Regions from separate parts of the Anas platyrhynchos genome. Here region 1 is linked to region 2. A link is a contact called in public Hi-C data. All regions are on one chromosome and are shown on one strand. Each heading gives the region's core, a stretch centred on a gene start, on an enhancer-like site or on the middle of the called end of the contact. The rest is flanking DNA. Distances are from core to core; before and after follow the strand shown. Region 1 overlaps CFDP1 (craniofacial development protein 1). Region 2 overlaps GLG1 (golgi glycoprotein 1).

The links. Hi-C and Micro-C count contacts between places; a contact is called where the count stands out from the background.
Region 1: a Hi-C map of skeletal muscle shows a contact between it and region 2, with 3 times the contacts expected there. The contact joins two enhancer-like sites. A contact is called at or near these places in 2 of 8 Hi-C or Micro-C datasets (skeletal muscle and subcutaneous adipose tissue).

The regions. Positions count from the first base shown.
Region 1 is chr12:13,053,564-13,057,391 of IASCAAS_PekinDuck_T2T, forward strand. All of the region lies in intron 5 of CFDP1 (craniofacial development protein 1), which reads right to left. Among named protein-coding and RNA genes, the nearest start is that of CFDP1, 21 kb to the right of the region's middle. Within about 2 kb of position 2,223, at least 7 of the 8 cell types and tissues checked have an H3K27ac peak or open chromatin away from gene starts, as enhancers often do. A contact at or near this core is called in subcutaneous adipose tissue, where this site is marked.
Region 2 is chr12:12,849,074-12,853,167 of IASCAAS_PekinDuck_T2T, forward strand. GLG1 (golgi glycoprotein 1) reads right to left here. Exons shown (of 26, transcript XM_072044039.1): 12 at 3,740-3,877; 13 at 2,332-2,418; 14 at 1,226-1,288; 15 at 439-552; 16 at 1-52. Among named protein-coding and RNA genes, the nearest start is that of PDPR, 17 kb to the left of the region's middle. Within about 2 kb of position 1,433, at least 5 of the 8 cell types and tissues checked have an H3K27ac peak or open chromatin away from gene starts, as enhancers often do. A contact at or near this core is called in subcutaneous adipose tissue, where this site is marked.

The DNA.
Region 1 (3,828 bases), core at 973-3,472, 210 kb after region 2:
AACCCGGCATGCTGCTCTTGAGCCTCCCTGCAGCTTAAAGAAAAAAAAATAATCGTGCTACAGCCCAACACTGCACATGCCCAGGACTTGTTACTTCAAGAAATACCATCATTGTTCTCAGCCCGGGCGGGTTGGCGATGAACAGACGTCTGCATTGTCCACCGGCTGCCTGGGGGCTTACAGCAACAGCACTGGAGTGCAGCTCCCAAAAGGGCATCAAAGCTGCTGCCTGGAGCAGGTCAAAGAACCCTTTATCTACCTTTGCTGATAACCGGTGGGAGACGCTACAAAAAGACCAAAAAGAGAGGGCATAAAATGAGTATTTCTTGGAGATTCCTAGAAAAATGAGTGGTCTCCAGCAGGCATTAAATAAATCAGGTTCCTCAGCTCTCTGCCTTGGGGAGAACCAGCGCCCTTGGGCACCTGGAGAGAGCACAGCCCTGTAATCGACCCAGACAGGGGGTCCCTCAGTGCCCCCAGGACTGTGCTCGCTCCGCAGAGCGCAGTGCCGAGGGCTCTGGGGCAAAGCCAACCGGGCAGCAGCCCAACACACCGGGAAGGCTTTGAAACTCCGCAGATAGGGAAATGAAGCACTCCACGGCTTGGCAGAGCGGATTAGAGCACTCCGGAGAGCCCCAGACAGCCTGCAGCTTGTTCAAGGTGCCCTTTCTGCTCAGCCCGTGCACCAGATCCTCGAGGCTCTGGGCTGCAAGACAGGAATGAGGGGAGTGAAAATCTGGGAGCTTCCTCATCTCCACACCAGGACAGCAAGAGCTGAAGTGCAAGCCAGCCCCCAAACCAGAACCCGGAGGAGGAACCCCCCGGCTGGCACGGCCACGCTCGCTCAGGGACCACTCTGGAAACAAACAGAGGAACAGTTGCAGGGAGTGCTGCCAACCGGAGGGGTTATCGCTCCCTTCGAGAGCTCACATTCGCACCAACACCTCCTTTAAGGCCCAGAGCCAGCATTTTGAGTCGGTAACTTTCCCATTTAATCCTAATTGCTCGACTTCACGTCTTGATCCCCAGCGAGCCAGCCTGGGCTTGCCTGTTTTCTAAGCCTAGCCCTGCACGAGGCTGACAACCCAGCAGCAGATCAAAGTTTTGGCTAACAAACCCACTGGAAAATATTGCTCTGCTGATTTTTCCATGAATGGAGCCACCAGTATGGGATTTTCCATGAATGAAGCCACCAGCAGCACTGCCCAAAAGCAGGGTGCTCCCCTCCACCGACCGTCCCTCCAGCCCCACTTCGCTGGCTCCTTTTTAATGAAGAACGGCTCAGCTGCACTTTTTTTTTTTGTTGACATGGGAAAAAGCGAGGAAAGGGAGTGTGGGAAAGCAAGCTGATGTAACCAACACAAGCATCTGCTACGGGGGAGACGCCGGAGGGACGTGGTGCAGCTCGGTTAATGCGCAAGGAGGCACGATAAAAGCAAAAGAAGGCAGGAGTGGAAACAATCTGCTTGGTAGGCTCCCCCCCAAGCCATGGCACAGCTGGGAACAGGATCCACCTCCAATCCCAAGCTTTAACCTTAAAAAAAAGGCTTCCCCTCTCACCTCATTGCAGCCAGACCGCGGCTAACAGGGGAAGGTGTGGGGGCTTCCCTCCATAACCTTGCGAGGGGCCTGGAATACAAATACAGCTGGCTTCGTTCCCCATTAGCAGTTAATTTCCTCAATCATTTTCACAGAGGGAGAAGGAGAAAACGCTCGCGATCTAAGAGATGAAAGCAAATGAAAATAAGCCTCATAAAAACCTGCGCTGCCCTAAGGGAAAACGGCCCCACGACTTTCATTGGGGAAACTATCAAAGGCCCCGCTCTGGTGGGGGGTTGTTTGTATTTTATAAGACAGATGCTTTAGGGAGTCTAAGTCCTCAAATAGCTGACATTCCTTTCTGCTGAACCTCCAGCAAGGCTGGAAAAAAAGAAACAGCTGATCCCAGTTAGTCCAGCCCGGGGATTCAGCTCAGCCACATCAAGACTGAGGACTGAAGCACAGCATGGAGCCGTACGGGCACCACTGGACTTTTTTCCAACACGATGCCATCACCCCGAGCAAAACCATCCGCACACGTGCTGGCATATCAAGGCTGCAGGACAGCAGGGGCTGGAGCTAGAAATCTCATTCATTTCTGCTGCAAACCAGAGGCCAGGGCAGACGGCGTTGACTCATTCTGCCTGAGAACGAGCACAGACTGCTCCTGGGAAACTATTTGCGAGGAGGATGTGTAGTGCACGTTTCGCTTTCGGTCTGGGACATTGGGTACGGGACTGGCTCCACGAGATCCCAGAGGGTGAGGGCGTTTGGCAATCCTAACGCACAGGCGTGTGGCAATCGGCGTGGGTTTGTGGAGGAGGAGGAGGAAGAAGAGGAGGACCCTTCTCTTCCACACCGACCCAGCCATCGTTTTCCAAATTTCCAAGCTTCCCTTTCCCTGCACACGCAAGCACCTTGCCACGCTGATCCCCATGGGGTAATTAATCCCAGTGCACCTTGCAAATAGGCCAAAGTACTCAAAAAAAAGCACACGGCCTCATTACTGCATTGATTCTGAGTGGATTTGCATGAACCAGTGGACAGACACTAACAAGGAATAATTAAATCAAACCAAAAAAAAAAAAAAGGATTTAAGACCTAAATAGAAATTGTTCACTTGGAGCAGCCACTGCCACATTTAATCTTTCACAACCAAAGTATATGAATAGGAAATAAGTGGAACTAGCTCTAGGGCACACGAATATTGCCCCTGGCTGGTTCATCCTGTTGTGCACAGAGAAATATGCTGTGTACTACTCACGTCCAGACGTTTGGCTGCAGTGCAAGGGGCTGGGACTTCTCGGTCTGAGAGAACAGCACTCTCTGGAGCACAGCACGGGAAGCGCAGGAGGAAGCTGACTGAAATCCCTACCAAGAACAGAGCCATTCAGCTGCTCCAGTGACTATTTAAAAAAATACAACACCTCCAGCTACCCAGAAGGTCGTGATTATTGGCTTTATTTGCATCCCCGTTCAGCCCCTACATGTAAAACGTGCAAGTTTTCGCTAAATAACCAGTTGGTGCTGAGCTGGAATTGGAATGCAAATTCCTGCTTTCTGAAGGAAAAAGGCCTCAGGGGCTGCTGTGAAATGAGGCTGCTCCCCGGAGGCACGAGTGCTGCAGCAATGGCTCAAGATCACCTGAGGTTCGGAGAACCTGAGGAGCCTGTGCCTGCCTCACCAGTGCCCGTTTCAGATCCCAGGGAACCAGTGTTAGACACAAAGGGACCCAGATAGCTCCAGCCAGGTCATGCAGAAGGAGAATCTTTTGCAAGAAAAGCTTCAGATGCAAAGCAGCCTCTAGAAGCAGCCAGGCTCGAGGGGAAGCGTAGCTTCCAAATTACATTAACGAGTCAGATGCTGCAAACAGGCTCAAGGTCCTCCAAGGACAGCACAAGGAGCTGACCCATCCGTCTCCTCCCACCAGGACTGCCACCACTTCTCCTCCCGCACACGAGCTGGGAGAGGAGCCACGCACAGATGTCTTCCTGCCAAAATCCCCCTGCTCCAACAGTAGCACGCCGCACAGTAAATGACTTCCAAGAGCAAAGCCCCGAAGCTTTGCACATCATTTAACGGCCAGCCTACGTGAGCTGCCCTGTTGGAGACTAGAAGAATAAAGCACTCACGGCGAAGAGGCTGGAGGTTATCTTGCTCTCTTTGCTCGGGGCAAGCATTTGTCTCCGGGGCAGAGCTCTCGTGCACTGTTCCTGCTGCCAGCTCTTGCACTGAGGTCCAAACCCTCATGGACCAAGCACCAAACCTACCGAAAGCCATGGGAATGGC
Region 2 (4,094 bases), core at 183-2,682:
CCTTGCAAGCCATTTTAAACTTGTACGAGAACCTAAAATCTTTCATTTGAACCTGCAGGAGAGAAAAGAAATTAGAAATGTTGGTCACCTGGAAGAAAAAAAAAAAGTACATGCTGCCTGAAAGGATGCTTGTTGAATCACACAATCAGCAGATGCTCCTGGCCACAACTTATCCACGTGGAAGCAAGGGGAATGAAGAAGCTGGGACCCTGCCTACCGTATGCCAGGCTGGAGGAGGGCCTGGGGATAAACCATCTCCAGAAGTGACCATTTACGACCAGGCATGCAAGTACAGTTGTCTGAACTCACAAAAGCAACTTCAATACAGTTGGAAATCAATCTCAGAAAAGGAAAGGGTTTCATAATTAGCTAATTCCTGTCAACACCCTCAACACACACAGCCAGTTTCCACTGATAGCACAGAAAAGCACTACTCACCAGCTGGAAATGAGTAACTCCGATGGCACATTTTTCGTTCATTTCCTTCTGGTGTTTGTTCTGTATTAGACACTCCATCAGGTCCCCAGAATCAATCTGGTTATCTGCAACCTCCTGAAGGACACACAAAAGGCTTAAAAAAATGAGCTACTCCCTCCAAGTCATGATTTTTTACACTCCTTTAGCCCACTGCGACCAGGAAATAATTGAGAGCAGTGGAATTTACAGTCTCACTCTCATGAGCTTACACTCACCATCAACTGACCACGTAGCACACAAGCATTTATACAGTTCAGAAAAGAATTGTCTCAGACATATGCATGCTTTACACTCATGAGAAAACAATGCAGAGGCTCAATGCCTACATGAAATATTACATTTAGGTGCCTCTACTGCTCTGTAACTACTCAATCCTAGAGCAATGTAAGAAGCTATTTCAGCAATGTGAGCAGCTGCACACAGAGGAGTGGCTGAATGCAGTGCTCGGGGGCAAGGGGAAGGAAAAGCTTAATTTCCAATCTACTGTGAAGAGTAACTTTAAAATTGCCCTGTAATTGGAAATCTTCCATCTCCAGCTTTTGTGCTGGGGCTGACAACAGCAAAAGTACCACATGGAGCTAAGAATTCCTGTGTTGGTCCCCCCCCAGCCCCCATCAAAGACTTCTGTAACTGCTTACTTCTGATTTTACCTCTGGAGAGCAGAAAGTACGCCAAGAACTAATAATACAACCTCTAACCTTTCCCTCAGTGCTCTTTCCCAAAGATATTCAGACTGCTAAGCACTCACGTGACAGAAGGTCTGGATAATAGGCTCGCACGCTCTCATCAACAAGGCTTCGATTTGAATGTCCTGCAGAAAAAAATACACTATTTCATTTTCACAGTAAATGGACAAGGAAAAAACTGAAAAAAAAAACTGTCACAAGTTAACTGGAGCCAGTGTAGAGGGCCTTTGTTCAGCTGCAATTCAGCCAGCTCCACCCTTCAGTTCTGGAAATGCTGAAGTTCACTGCTGCCAGCAATGTGGCAAACGCACGACAAGCCTTCCAGACTAAGGGACAAGCTTGGCCTCCACAGATTCAAAACTCACTGCTTGGATAATTTAGTCTGTCTCCTCCAAATCGGATACTGCAGCACCAGAAGGCACCCTACACTCGGGTAGGAGTTAAAAATTAATGGTAGTTCTGAGCAAACCATTTTGTAACGCTGGAAGGAAGTGTCCCCTAGGGCACAGTGTTGACTGAAGAGGTACAGGGAACAATTTGGTGCAAGACAGTCAAACACGCAGCTTCCGAAAGCAAACAAAGCTGCTGACCTCACTGAAAAACCCTACACGACACACCTGGTAGTTATTTCCTGCAAAATATTTGGGACCCAGGGGGAAGTTGCAACATGGTACTCAAAATTACTTGCAAGTAGAACAAAAAATGAAATCCCAGAAATGTTTTCCTCACCCCTGGAAGTGTTTAAGGCCAGGTCGGACAGAGCTTTGAGCAACCTGGTCTAGTGGAAGGTGTCTCTGTGCATGGCAGGGGGTTGGAACTGGCTGAGCTTTAAGGTCCCTTCCAACCCAAACCATTCTATGATATTTTGACTTGTACTAAAGGCGACTGGGTTACCTGCTCGAGACATCCTAGCTTCAGTGCCACAAGCTACCATAGGCTGGTGATGGCATTTCTCCTGCTTACAATCCTTAACTGCTGTTCCATTCTCTTCCTCAAGAACCTCACATGAAAACTAACACTGTACAGGGTAAAAGAGATGGCCTCTGCTTAATCTCAGAAATGTGCATTTCTGCAGCTACCTTTATTTATTTTTTTAATAGTGTCAAAATGATATTTTTAACTAGACGTGCTCAACTCTCTCCTGAATTGCAGGCTGGAAACTGCTCACCTCAGACTCCAGCTCAGTAAGGTTTCCCACTATGTCTCTGCAATCAGACACCAAGTCGTCAAGATGGTCCTGAAGGCATTCCAGCTCCTATTAAAACAGACATTTCAGCGTGTGGTCTGAGAAACCAAGTTCAAAATTCAGGCTTGAAAGTGCAACACATAAAAAACTGCCTTCCTTTTCATAAAGTCTTAAATCTCATTTAATGCTGCCCCTGCGACTGGCACTCATAGTTCAGGCTCCTAAATGCTCAGCACCATCTTCTTTCCTACCTTTGCCTTTTACAGTATCATTTGGTGAAAAGAATCAGCAGTCCTGCAGCTTTACTTGCACAATAAATGGAGGATTACAGGCAATATCCCCAGAATCTGCACTCTGGCAGCAAGTGTTAGAACCGAAATGCTGTCAATACGCTGATCTTTCATTTCTCAAGGAGAAGCCTCCCAAAATAGCATATTATGTGAAAGCAGTTAAACAGTTGCTTTGAGCCACTATCGGTATTTTCTTTTTGATTAGTAACAGTTCTGAATACGGGGAACATGGTATTTTTCTATCTGATAACAACATATTCGCTTAAAAACCACGTTTTTTTCTATTCAAATGAATAACATGCCAAAAATTTTTCTTAAGTTGTACAGTTTTTGCATGTTGCACAAACACACCAGTTTGAATTCCCCAGACTCGGTGCTGCTGGATTTTGTTTAGGTTTTGCTTTGTTTTACAGGGCAGCGGGTATGTGCAGAGAGTGACTGAGAGCACCGGTCTAAAACGTTGCCGCAGTTCTCAGAAGCCGCACGAAGCACTTTCACTTCTGGAATATCACATTTAGTTTGCCCTTTGCATAACCTTAATGAGGAGTTAATTACCCAAACTTCCAGTCTGCAATAGACACTTCAAAAAGTCAATGGTGTATGCTCTGCTGCATCTGCTGGCGAATGGCTCCTTCCCTACAGCTATGCTAGGGCACAGCAATTTAACATGAAAGTATTTGTTGAAACTTTGTTAAAGAGCAGCAGATGTTAGCTCAGCTCTCTATAAACACAGGAAGCATGTCAGTATTTGCCAAATGGGAACGGGATAAAGTTTATGTGGGAAATGTCAAGCTCGTAATAGAGTATTACAAATAAGAGTCAGGGTGGGGTTGCTACAATGAAGTCCTTCTCGTTAGCTGTCCCCTTTCCCCATCTCATTCCTCTCACGTCGCTGCAGCCGTGCTGTCGGTGCAAAGCTTCTTCAGACGCCCTCAGTCTCAGCCTAGTGTAGTTTATGTTTCAAACTGCATGCATTTTTAATATAATCTGGGCTATAAAGGGACAACCAGCTACGAGATGTTCCTTTATCCCGCCCTCCTCGTGCCCTTCCCACCCTCCCGGCTCTGAAGACGAGGCCGCAGCCGTGCCGTGCACAGTACCTGCCCTGTCTCTGTCTTTTCGCTGCACCACTTCCCCAGGTCTATCATGCACTTGTCCTGCAGGGCTGGGTCCAGCTTCACGTCCATGGCCCGCTGGTGGAGGATGCGCTGTACCTCCGCTCGGCACTCCCGCGATAGCTGCAGAGGGGGCAAAGAGCATTTAGCACACGGGGTCTCCAAACGTGTACAGGACACTGCCGGGTGATTTAATTGGAATGACCACAAAATGCCCGGCCATCCGCACTCCCAGGAGTCCTCCAGTGCTCAGCACGAGCCTGCTGGGGCCCGCATGAGCCATCAGCCTCTGGGAGTTTGGAGTTTTGTCACGCCTTTCTTGCCATCAAAGGAAATTCAA